Regions from separate parts of the Sus scrofa genome. Here region 2 is linked to region 1. Evidence: chromatin contacts called from public HiChIP or PLAC-seq data. All regions are on one chromosome and are shown on one strand. Each heading gives the region's core, a stretch centred on a gene start, on an enhancer-like site or on the middle of the called end of the contact. The rest is flanking DNA. Distances are from core to core; before and after follow the strand shown.

What was found. HiChIP or PLAC-seq counts read pairs in DNA pulled down with a chosen protein or histone mark.
Region 2: a contact with region 1 is called in an H3K27ac HiChIP or PLAC-seq map of alveolar macrophages. The contact joins the promoter of CHCHD10 here to the promoter of MIF in region 1. A contact is called at or near these places in 1 of 5 promoter capture datasets (liver), 4 of 47 Hi-C or Micro-C datasets (blood, liver, retroperitoneal adipose tissue and 1 more) and 2 of 2 datasets of contacts at active chromatin or transcription factors (alveolar macrophages and skeletal muscle).

The regions. Positions count from the first base shown.
Region 1 is chr14:49,838,502-49,843,303 of Sscrofa11.1, reverse strand. It overlaps MIF (macrophage migration inhibitory factor (glycosylation-inhibiting factor)), which reads left to right and starts at 2,241. Exons shown (of 3, transcript NM_001077213.2): 1 at 2,241-2,394; 2 at 2,562-2,734; 3 at 2,817-3,001. The coding sequence starts at 2,287. The coding sequence ends at 2,883.
Region 2 is chr14:49,918,470-49,923,303 of Sscrofa11.1, reverse strand. CHCHD10 (coiled-coil-helix-coiled-coil-helix domain-containing protein 10, mitochondrial) reads right to left here and starts at 1,704. Exons shown (of 4, transcript XM_001929468.4): 1 at 1,539-1,704; 2 at 1,078-1,297; 3 at 70-217. The coding sequence starts at 1,579.

The sequences.
Region 1 (4,802 bases), core at 992-3,491:
ACGTAATGCATTCACAGGTTTGGGGGACTAGGGCATGGACAGCCTTGGAGGCCCTCTGCCTGCTACCGAGCAACAGGGCAGAAGGTAGGCACGCAGCCAGGCCCAAAAGAAATAGTCCCCCAGCTCAGGGAGCCTAGAAAGGAAGCAGTAACTCACACACAGAAATATGGTGATAGCCTGGAAGAAGAGAACAGGTGCTGGGCTCCTGACTGGGCCTGACCCAGCCAGGAGCTTTGGGTGCTGAAGCAGATCAGGGAAAGTGCAGGAGGGGACCAGGTCACCCAGGGCACTGTGATGGTACTGGGGACCATCACCAGTAATTAAACCACTTGGGTCCTCACAACATCCCCCTGTAAAATGGACACTACTGTCATCCCCAAGTTACAGGCAGGAAAACTGAGGCTCAGAGAGGTTAGCCAAGTGTCCAAGCTAGTGACAAGTGGGACTGGGAATCTAGTCCCTCCTCAGAGGCCCTCCCTGAAAGACAGCAGTGACTACTCCTGGGAAGGGAGGGTACACAAAGGCTGTCCTGATGGGGAAGGCTCCCCTCTGTCACAGTAACAACCTGAAAACCATAGCGGCTCACCCACAGGGCATTGCAGGTGTTTGTTGGAGAGGCTCTGTGTCACCCGCTGCCACATCAGAGAACATGGAACTGGGCACTAGCTTTTGGATCTTCTGCCTGGAATCATTTGCGTCACTTCTGGTCACTGGACAAAGCAAGTCACATGGCCAGATCTACCTGGGTAGGCAGGGGGAACAGACTCCTCCTCCAGGAGAGGCCAGGCCAAGAGTGATGCCAGCTAACTTAGACTAAGGTGGGATCAGGGGTGGGGGGAGAGGCGAGGATAAAGGCATAGTGGAGGGAGGCACAGTTCACTGGGAGGAGATCAGAGGTGGGAGAAAAGTCATGCACTTGGATGTGGACACCGGGAGCAGGCCATGCTGAGTTGGCTGCTGGAGCTCAGAGGAGCATCCTGGGCTGGAGACATCAGTGCATCAGTGGTAACAGAACCCTGAGCACAGAAAGACGGCTGGGTGTGGGAGTGGGGAGGAAAGTGATCTGGGCCTACCTGGAAAGCCCCACATTTTACAGAGTTATTGGCACAGCTGGGCCATGAGACCTTCCCTCTGGAGGCCAGCTGGTCCCACAAGCCTGGTGGCCTTGATCCATCATATGGCCATTGTCAAGGCCAGCAACATGCTCTGCCACCTTAACCAGACCACAACTGTCAGAGACCAAGGACAGGGCTTTCCTGGAGAGCTCTGAGACTGGCCAAACCTGCATGCCCCTTGAGTGCCAGTCCCCAGCCCAGCCCCCTGACCAGGGGTCTCCTCAGAGCAGGGGTCAGGTGGCCCTTCTGTCCAGTAATGGCAGGGCCTGCAGGCTCATCCCTGGCCCTGACCTCTTCCTGCCCCGTCATGGCTAACTTCATTCACCCAGTATTTAGTCCATGTCTTTCATATGCTTGGCACCTACTAGCTACCCGTTGAGCTGACCACTAGTGGAAGAAACAGAAAATTCACTCAGGCTGTAAGAGGGCGTCCCCAGAGGACACATCAGAGGAATTGCCCAGGGGACTCAAGTTTTGGGGTGGGCTTTGAGCTCTGTCAGACATCCCCTCCTACTCGCTGCCCCTACCCGGGGCACCACCCAGCATCCCCACCCACCTTGAGGAGCAGGGGTATAGGGAAGGCATCTGGATGGTGACTCATTTGTGGTAGCCCCCTCCCACCTGCATCAGTGACTGCGCCTCACCCCTACACATGAACACCAGCACGCCCACCCGTCCACTCAGGACAGTGGCCCCAGAGACTCAGGACACACAAGGGCTCAGTGAGAATGAGCTGGACTTCATCTACTTGTCCAGCTGTGAGCTCCTGGAGGGCCAGAAGCCACCTGCCCCCCTAACCGCAGTATCCCCGCTCCTGGCACACAGATGAGTAGATATCTGTGACTAAATAAAAGGGCTGATGAACGAGGGAAAGGCACACTTCTGGCCACGAGGTGGTGAACGGCTTTGGAGGGGGCACCCAGCCAGGGGTAGGCGGAGTAGGGTCTCAAAGTCCCGCCGTGAGGGCGGGGCCTCTGCCGGCGGTGACGTCACCAGTCGCGAAGGCCTCGCGGCCTCGGGGGCGGGATCTCCGCCGGCGGTGACGTCACGGGGCGGAACCGCAGTCGCAGTGGGCGGGGCGCCGGGCGGCGGTCACGTATCTCAGGTTCCCCTGCTTCTTGACCGCGCAGTTAGGTTCCTGTGCTCCGGGTCCCCACTGTTCCTGGCCATCATGCCGATGTTCGTGGTAAACACCAACGTTCCCCGCGCCTCTGTGCCGGACGGGTTCCTCTCCGAGCTGACTCAGCAGTTGGTGCAGGCCATGGGCAAGCCGGCGCAGGTCTGCCACGAGGGCCGGGCGAGGCGGTTCCGGGCTGAGGCTGGGGTTGGGGGAGGGGGGGCGGCGATTCCGGAATGGGGCTCCGGGCGGGGAAGGGACGCGGGGGCGGGGGGCGTCTGGGCCGGCGAGGTCACCCGGGCCGACTGACCGCGTCCCCTCCCCCGCAGTACATCGCGGTGCACGTCGTCCCGGACCAGCTCATGGCCTTCGGAGGGTCCAGCGAGCCGTGCGCCCTTTGCAGTCTGCATAGCATCGGCAAGATCGGCGGCGCGCAGAACCGTTCCTACAGCAAGCTGCTGTGCGGCCTGCTGGCCGAACGCTTGCGCATCAGCCCGGACAGGTGCGTGGGCGCCGAGGGCCGGGGAGCACGCGGCCACGGCGGCCGCCCAGTTGCCCGCTCAGCCTCGCTTCCTTCTCCGCAGGATCTACATCAACTACTACGACATGAACGCGGCCAATGTGGGCTGGAACGGCTCCACCTTCGCCTGAGGGCCGCACCCCAAGACTCCTTTGCTCTCGGCCTGGCGCCGCCGGCTCTGTTTTCTGCCTGCCTCGCCCCTAGCGACCCCAGCTCCCGGAAGAGAGAAATAAACGGTGTGGAGATGGCTGCCTCCGGCTTCCTTGACTAGCGGAGGAATTGGTGAAGGGCCGGGTCAGTGACAGGGGTCCGAGGCCGGGAGGGGCGCCCCCAGAATGAGCTGTGGGGCGCCTTCCCCTACCCTTTGCCAGCAGAAGGCCCCACTGAGGTTGGCATCCTTCCAGAGGCCACAACCCAGGAATCAAATTCGAATCGGGAATCCATAGTCTGTCCCCCACCCTCTCTCCTGCCGAGGCACCACGTGGGCTAGGGTTGGCGGGCAAAGGGGGAGTAATCCAAATCCGGGTGAGGGCGCCCGCTCCACCTCAGGAGTCATTCTCTGCCAAGCTGGTGCTTCAGTGTCTTGACTTAGGAAATCCCATTGTTTTGGAACTTTAGGATGGTTTTCAAGTGTGGGACAGAGGCTCCAGGAGGTGGATTCTGGTTATGCTGCCCTGTCCACCCCAGTTCCAGGCCTGGGTAGGGCTCCCTTCAGGCACCCAGGCCCTTAGGAATAGCAGTTCCCTGAGGGCATACTCCTATAGTTTGGGTGCCATTCATGTTTTCTAGTGCGCAGCAAGTCCGGAAAGCCTGCAGGTGGCTAGTTAACCCCACTAGGACGCTGAGGATTTGATCAAGAACAAAATCAGTATCAAGGTGCAATAGGACAGTTTCCTGGCTTAGGATCCTTTCTCCAAGTGCAGGGCCTTGCTCCCTTGTGGGGTGGTGACAAGGTACTGGGCAGTCCTCCAGCCAGGAGGTGCTGCTTGCCCAGGCCAGTCACCTTTAGGCTGAATGCCTCACTGCCCCACAGCAGGAGATCCTCCATGGACCTGCGCAGCAACTCCAAGTTGAGGCCCAGCCCTGAGCACTGGGGACTTAACGTGCCTGGAGTTGGCGTCCCTTGATCAGAGCCGGCACCTGTGTCTTGGCTAAAGTGAAGAGCCAGCTCTGCCCTTCCTGCACTGCCCACCCTGTGGGAGAAGCCCAGTTCATTGCAGCTGCCTGCAGAGAGAGGCTCTTCCAGCCCCATGAACCCCGTTCCTGGGGGCCTAACCTCTGGACCCCTGGCCCTGCACCTGAGACCCCTTGTTCTGCCTCAGCCCCTGAGATAGACAAGAACATCCTAGATAGAGGTGGTTTTTTAAATTCCACAGAATTGAAGTGAACCGTTTTTGGAAGGTGAAGGACTCTGGGGAAGAGGGTAACCGCCTGAGCCCAGCCCCTGGAGCGCTTTCCTTCTGATGCTGGGAGTGAGGAACAGGCCTGCCTCTGAGCCATAGGCAGTAATAAGGCCCACCTTGTTCCTGTACATGTGCTGGAGCCTGGGGTGGCCACAGGCTCCTTCCTTGGGCCCACTGCCAGTCACCTAGCCTGTGTGGCACACTGTGGCATCAGTGTGAACTCCTGTTACGCAGGGGCAGGAAGCTTCAGGAGCCCAGCCCAGGCTTGTAGCAGAGGACAGATCACACCTACCCTTGGATTATGGCACCTTCTGAACAGCCCAGGCCCCAGGCTGCTTAGCCCAGTCTGTCAGCTCCATCCGCTGACATCTACCCCAACCCCTCCGTCTCTGGGGTGGTCCAGCAGTCTGGCTCCGGGGGTACTCTCAGCCCCCAGTCAGCTCCCTGGGCAGTGAGGATTTACTTCTAGAACAGTGGGGACAGTTGTGACCTTAGAAGAATCAGCTCCAGGGAGTCTGGAGGATGTGGCCCGTCTTTGGGGTGCTCCTATTCCACGAAGGTCTTCTTCCAACTCTCCTCAGTCTCATTCTGTCCTCAGTGAGGGGACTGGAGCCTCAGGTCCATCTCTGTGCTGGGGGAGGGGGTAG
Region 2 (4,834 bases), core at 455-2,954, 81 kb before region 1:
GGCTGGAGGTCAGCCCGCAGGTGCAGGGGGAAGGACACCCCTCCCACCCCCTGGAGCCACTGCGCTCACCATGGTTGTACTTGCACTGCTTCAGGGCCTCGCTGAAGCCCTCACACAAGGACAGGTCACTCTGGGTAGTGGAGCAGTCCAGGAACTGCCTGATCTCATAGGCGCAGGGCCCCATCTGCATGGGCTGGGGGGCAGCGTGGGCTGGGGCCTGGGGTACAGGGGAGGAGGCAGCAAGGTCAGCTAGGGGCTCGCACACAGAAGAGGACTCCACGCCTGGTGGTGCTGGCTGCCTCTACCCACACTCCCAGTCCCGCTGCCCAAAGGTCCCTGGAGGGTGAGTGACCTGGGCCAGTCTGCCCTGTTTAGCCATAGTGGCTCTGTCCTTGAAACAGGTGAACCTGCTGGTGCTGGTACAGATAGCATTCCCTGCTGCCTCATAACAGGCACACTGGGCAGGTGGAAGGGGGTGGGGAGGCGGAAGAAGGTTCTAGAAAAGTTCAGTGCTCTGCTGGAGTGCAAGCCCCACCCCCACAATTTCTAGCACCTTCCTAGCTCAGCCACACTGATCCTCATGACCCCTGACCCCGCCACTAAGCCTGAATGTGGATCAGGATTGGTAGGGTGCCTGGTGGGGGATAGGCCAACAGGGAACAGGCCCAAAGTCACTGGCTACCCTTCGCCCTTGGGTGCAGGGGCTCTGGGGCACACCTGGGGGTGGGAGAGCAGGGACTCAGGAACTTCAACATCTCTCTCTTCTACAGTGGTTAGGTGACCTTGGGCCAGTCTCTGAGCCCTAAGGGCCTTCATTTCCCCATCTTTAGAAGGCTGTTCGGTGTCTGTCCATGGAAATTTAGGGACCCTGGCCCCAGGGGAGGTGATGGGAGAGCCTGCTTGTGAGTGACCAGAGGCCAACAGTAGGGCGATGAATAGGACAAAGTCCTTGGCGGAGGAAGCTCTGGACACCTCCGACACTCCTCAAAGGACAGTCCTGGCTGGACATGCCTGAAGCTCCTGCTATGTGGCCCTGAGAGAAGGCGGTCTCAGTTTCCCTTGAGCCTAGTTGCTCACCTGCTGGGCAGCAGGCTGGGCGGGCTCTGAGCTCCCCCCACTGAAGGCTCCGGTCAGGGCGCTGCCCACGACGTGTCCCACAGCCGAGCCCACGGCTACTCCGGCAGCCGTGGACGCCATCTGCGCCATCAGGCCGGGCTGGCCCGACGGAGCGGTGGCAGGGGCTGCTGCCGAGGGCGGCGGGTGCGCGGGCAGGTGGGCAGAGGGCGCGGCGGCGCGGCTGCAAAGTAGGAGGTTAACAGGGTTAATCCTTGCCGGACTCCTGGCCGAGGGCCCCAGGTGCCTGCAGCTCGGGGGAGGCACCCTCTACCCCAGCCAGAGGGTGGGCGACCACCCGCGACTGCTGCACCATCGCCCTTCCCACGCCAAGATGGCGCAGCAGCCGCCAAGGTCACGCTGTCATGCCCTTGGGTGCCGCGTTTCCTCAGCCCCCTCCCCCTGGGGCCCTGTCCCAGTCACACCTGGCTGGCCGGGCGGCCACGCTGCGGCTCCCCCGGGGCATGGTCGCTTTGATGGGATCAGTCGAGCGACCGCGAAGGTGACGGCGGCGGCAGTTCTGGCTCGAGGACCAGCGCGGAGGCGCCTGTCACAGCCGGCGCAGCCGGGGCGGGGCCGCGGCGGGGCCACGCCCCCGGAAGGAGGAGCTGGACCCCGGGTCTTGCTGTACTTGCGCGGGTCCGTCGGTCTCTACCTTCCTGCTTCCCCTGGTGTCGGTGACCTGCGCCCTGGCTCCTGGCCCGAGCCGTGTGCGCCCTGGAGACGTGGGCCGCTGTCGCAGGGTGCCGAGGACGTACGCCGGGGCAACCAGCCTGGTCCTCCAGAGACCCCAGTGGAACGCAGGGAGCGGAGGGAGCTGGGGGCTGTCCCGAGCTCGGGGAGTAGGCACCAGGAGGCCAGGCCCTGCTCCTCTCCCTCCTATCAGACCGGCTCGCTGGCTGCGGCGTGGCCTCTGAGTCCCGGGTGGACGGACTGTGGCAGGGAAAAAGCACTCACCCAACCGCCCGCCAGAGGAGGTCTTGCGCCATCCCCCGACCCCGAATGCCCACCAGGGGGCGTCTCGACTCCTTCCCAGCAAAAGCCCAACCCGCAGCCTGCTCCCACTTAGGTGCGCTCAAGCCCGCGGTTTGGCCTTCCACCCCTCCCGATCCCTTGCCCCAAGGATGCAGCGCCAGACTCTGACAGCGTTCACGCAGTGTGTCCCTCCCAAAGGCCTTGACCTGAGCGCCTAGAGGTGTTTGAATGGGTTTGAATCCCGTGGCCTTGAATTCTAGAACCAAGAATCACCTTGGTTCTAGGCCCAGTGCAGGGCTGATGCAGGATCTTAGGATGCTGCCCAGCCCTTGAGGAACTCGAGGTTTTCAAGTTCTTCTTCTTTTTTTTTTTTTACCTGCTTTTTCGGGCTGCATATGTGCCATATGGAAGTTGCCAGGCTAGGAGTCCAGTTGGAACTGCAGCTGCCAGCCTATGTCACAGCAATAGCAACGTGGGATCCGAGCCACATCTGTGACCTACACCACAGCTCACAGCAATGTCAGACCCTTAACTCGCTGAGTGAGGCCAGGGATGTAAACCGCATCCTCATGGATACTAGTCAGCTTTGCTTCTGCTGAGCCACAACGGGAACTCCTTCATGATCTTTTCTGAGTGATTTCTCAGTGGTCATATTGTTATTGTTGGTGGGGAGGGGTCCTGACTTTTTACCCATCCTGGGTCCCCTACACCTGAGAGGCCTCCTGGCACCAGGTTTGTGGGTGGATGAAATTGCCCAGAGCAAAAGCATGGGAGGGGGTGCACCCAGGTGGGGAGATGAGGCCCCTCTGTGAGGAGATGGTGGGAGGGAAGGAGGGGAGAGGGGCCCGGCAGTGCCTGGCAGGGTTGGTTATGTCTGTACTATGTCCCTCTGTCTGTACCACAGAGTGCTCTCAGCCAGCCTGTGGGCCAGGGTCCTCCCTTGGCCCCCCCCTGGGCCTGGGCCTCAGTTTTCTCCCCTGAAGGGGGAGAGACCATCTACCTGGAGATGCAGGGAGCATGTTAAGGGTGGCTACTCTCTCATCACAGACATGCTAGGCCTGGTGGACCTCCACCTCTTTGGCTCATACAGTCCCCATCCACCTATTCCTATTTGCCAAACTAGGCTTATCAAGGTCTTCCTCTTACACGAAGCCCTCTGTGACCAGCCCATCTTGCTGTAACCATGGCTCACCCCTGTGGCCTGCCAGGTGGGTGGTTGTTACTGGAACCCCCATAACGGGTGGACTGAGGTCCCCCAAAGCATAGCCATGCACCCATAGAGGCACTTGGAGCCACTTAAGGTAGTTACACAAATGAATATTTTACTTTGTGTTTTCATAGGTATCAGAAAAAAATGTATAATTAGCTCATTAAATCCATGATTTCTTTTTATTTTATTTTTTTGTCTTTTTAGGGCTACACCTGTGGCACATGGAGGTTCCCAGGCTAGGGGTCTAATTGGAGATGTTGCTACCCGCCTACGCCAAAGCCACAGCAATACTAGATAAGAGCTGCATCTGCAACCTACACCACAGCTCATGGCAATGACGGATCCTGAACCCATGAGCCAGGCCAGGGATCAAACCCATGGTAGTCGGATTCGTTTCCACTGAGCCATGATGGGAAATCCCAATCCATTTCTTGACCAATATTGCTAACAAGAGGCTGAAGAAAGCGTTTCAATTATTTTATTTATTTATTTATTTATTGTCTTTTTAGGGCTGCATGTGGAAGTTCCCAGGCTAGGGGTTGGATGGAGCTGTAGCTGCTAGCCTACACCACAGCCACAGCAATGTAGGATCCGAGCTGCATCTGTGAACTGCCCCACACACAGCTCACAGCAATGCTGTTTCCTTAACCCACTGATCAAGGCCAGGGATTAAACCTGCATTCTCATGGATAGTAGTAGGGTTCTTTACTGCTGAGCCATGATGGGAACTCCGGTTTCAATTCTTTTTTTTTTTTGTCTTTTGTCTTTTGTCTTTTGCTGCTGTTGTTGTTGTTGCTATTTCTTGGGCTGCTCCCGCGGCATATGGAGGTTCCCAGGCTAGGGGTTGAATCGGAGCTGTAGCCACCGGCCTACGCCAGAGCCACAGCAACGCGGGATCCAAGCTGCGTCTGCAACCTACACCACAGCTCACGGCAACGCCGGATCGTTAACCCGCTGAGCAAGGGCAGGGACCGAACCCGCAACCTCATGGTTCCTAGTCGGATTCGTTAACCACTGCGCCATGACGGGAACTCCCGGTTTCAATTCTTCATATTTATTTATGTATTTTGGCCGCACCTGAGGCATGTGGAAATTCCCAGGCCAGGGGTCAAACCTGCATCACAGCAGCAACTCAAGCCACTGCAGTGACAATGTTAGATCCTTAATCCATTGTGCTACAAAAGAACTACCAATTTATTATTTTTTTATTTTTTGCTTTTTAGAGCCACACCTCTGGCATATGGAAGTTTCCAGGCTAGGGGTCAAATAGGAACTGCCGCTGAGGCCTACACCACAGCCACAGCAACTTGGCATCTAAGCCACATATGCAAACTACACCACAGCTCATGGCAACGCCAGATCCCCAACCCACTGAGCAAGGCAGGGATCAAACCCTCATCCTCATGGATATTAGTCAGATTCGTTTTCATTGCACCACAATGGGAACTTCCAATTTTTAAAAGTGAGTCACTTTCCAGAAAAAAATGCCTTGCTGTCCAGGGAGTAAATATCACTGCTGTCGTTCCCCTCCCCGCC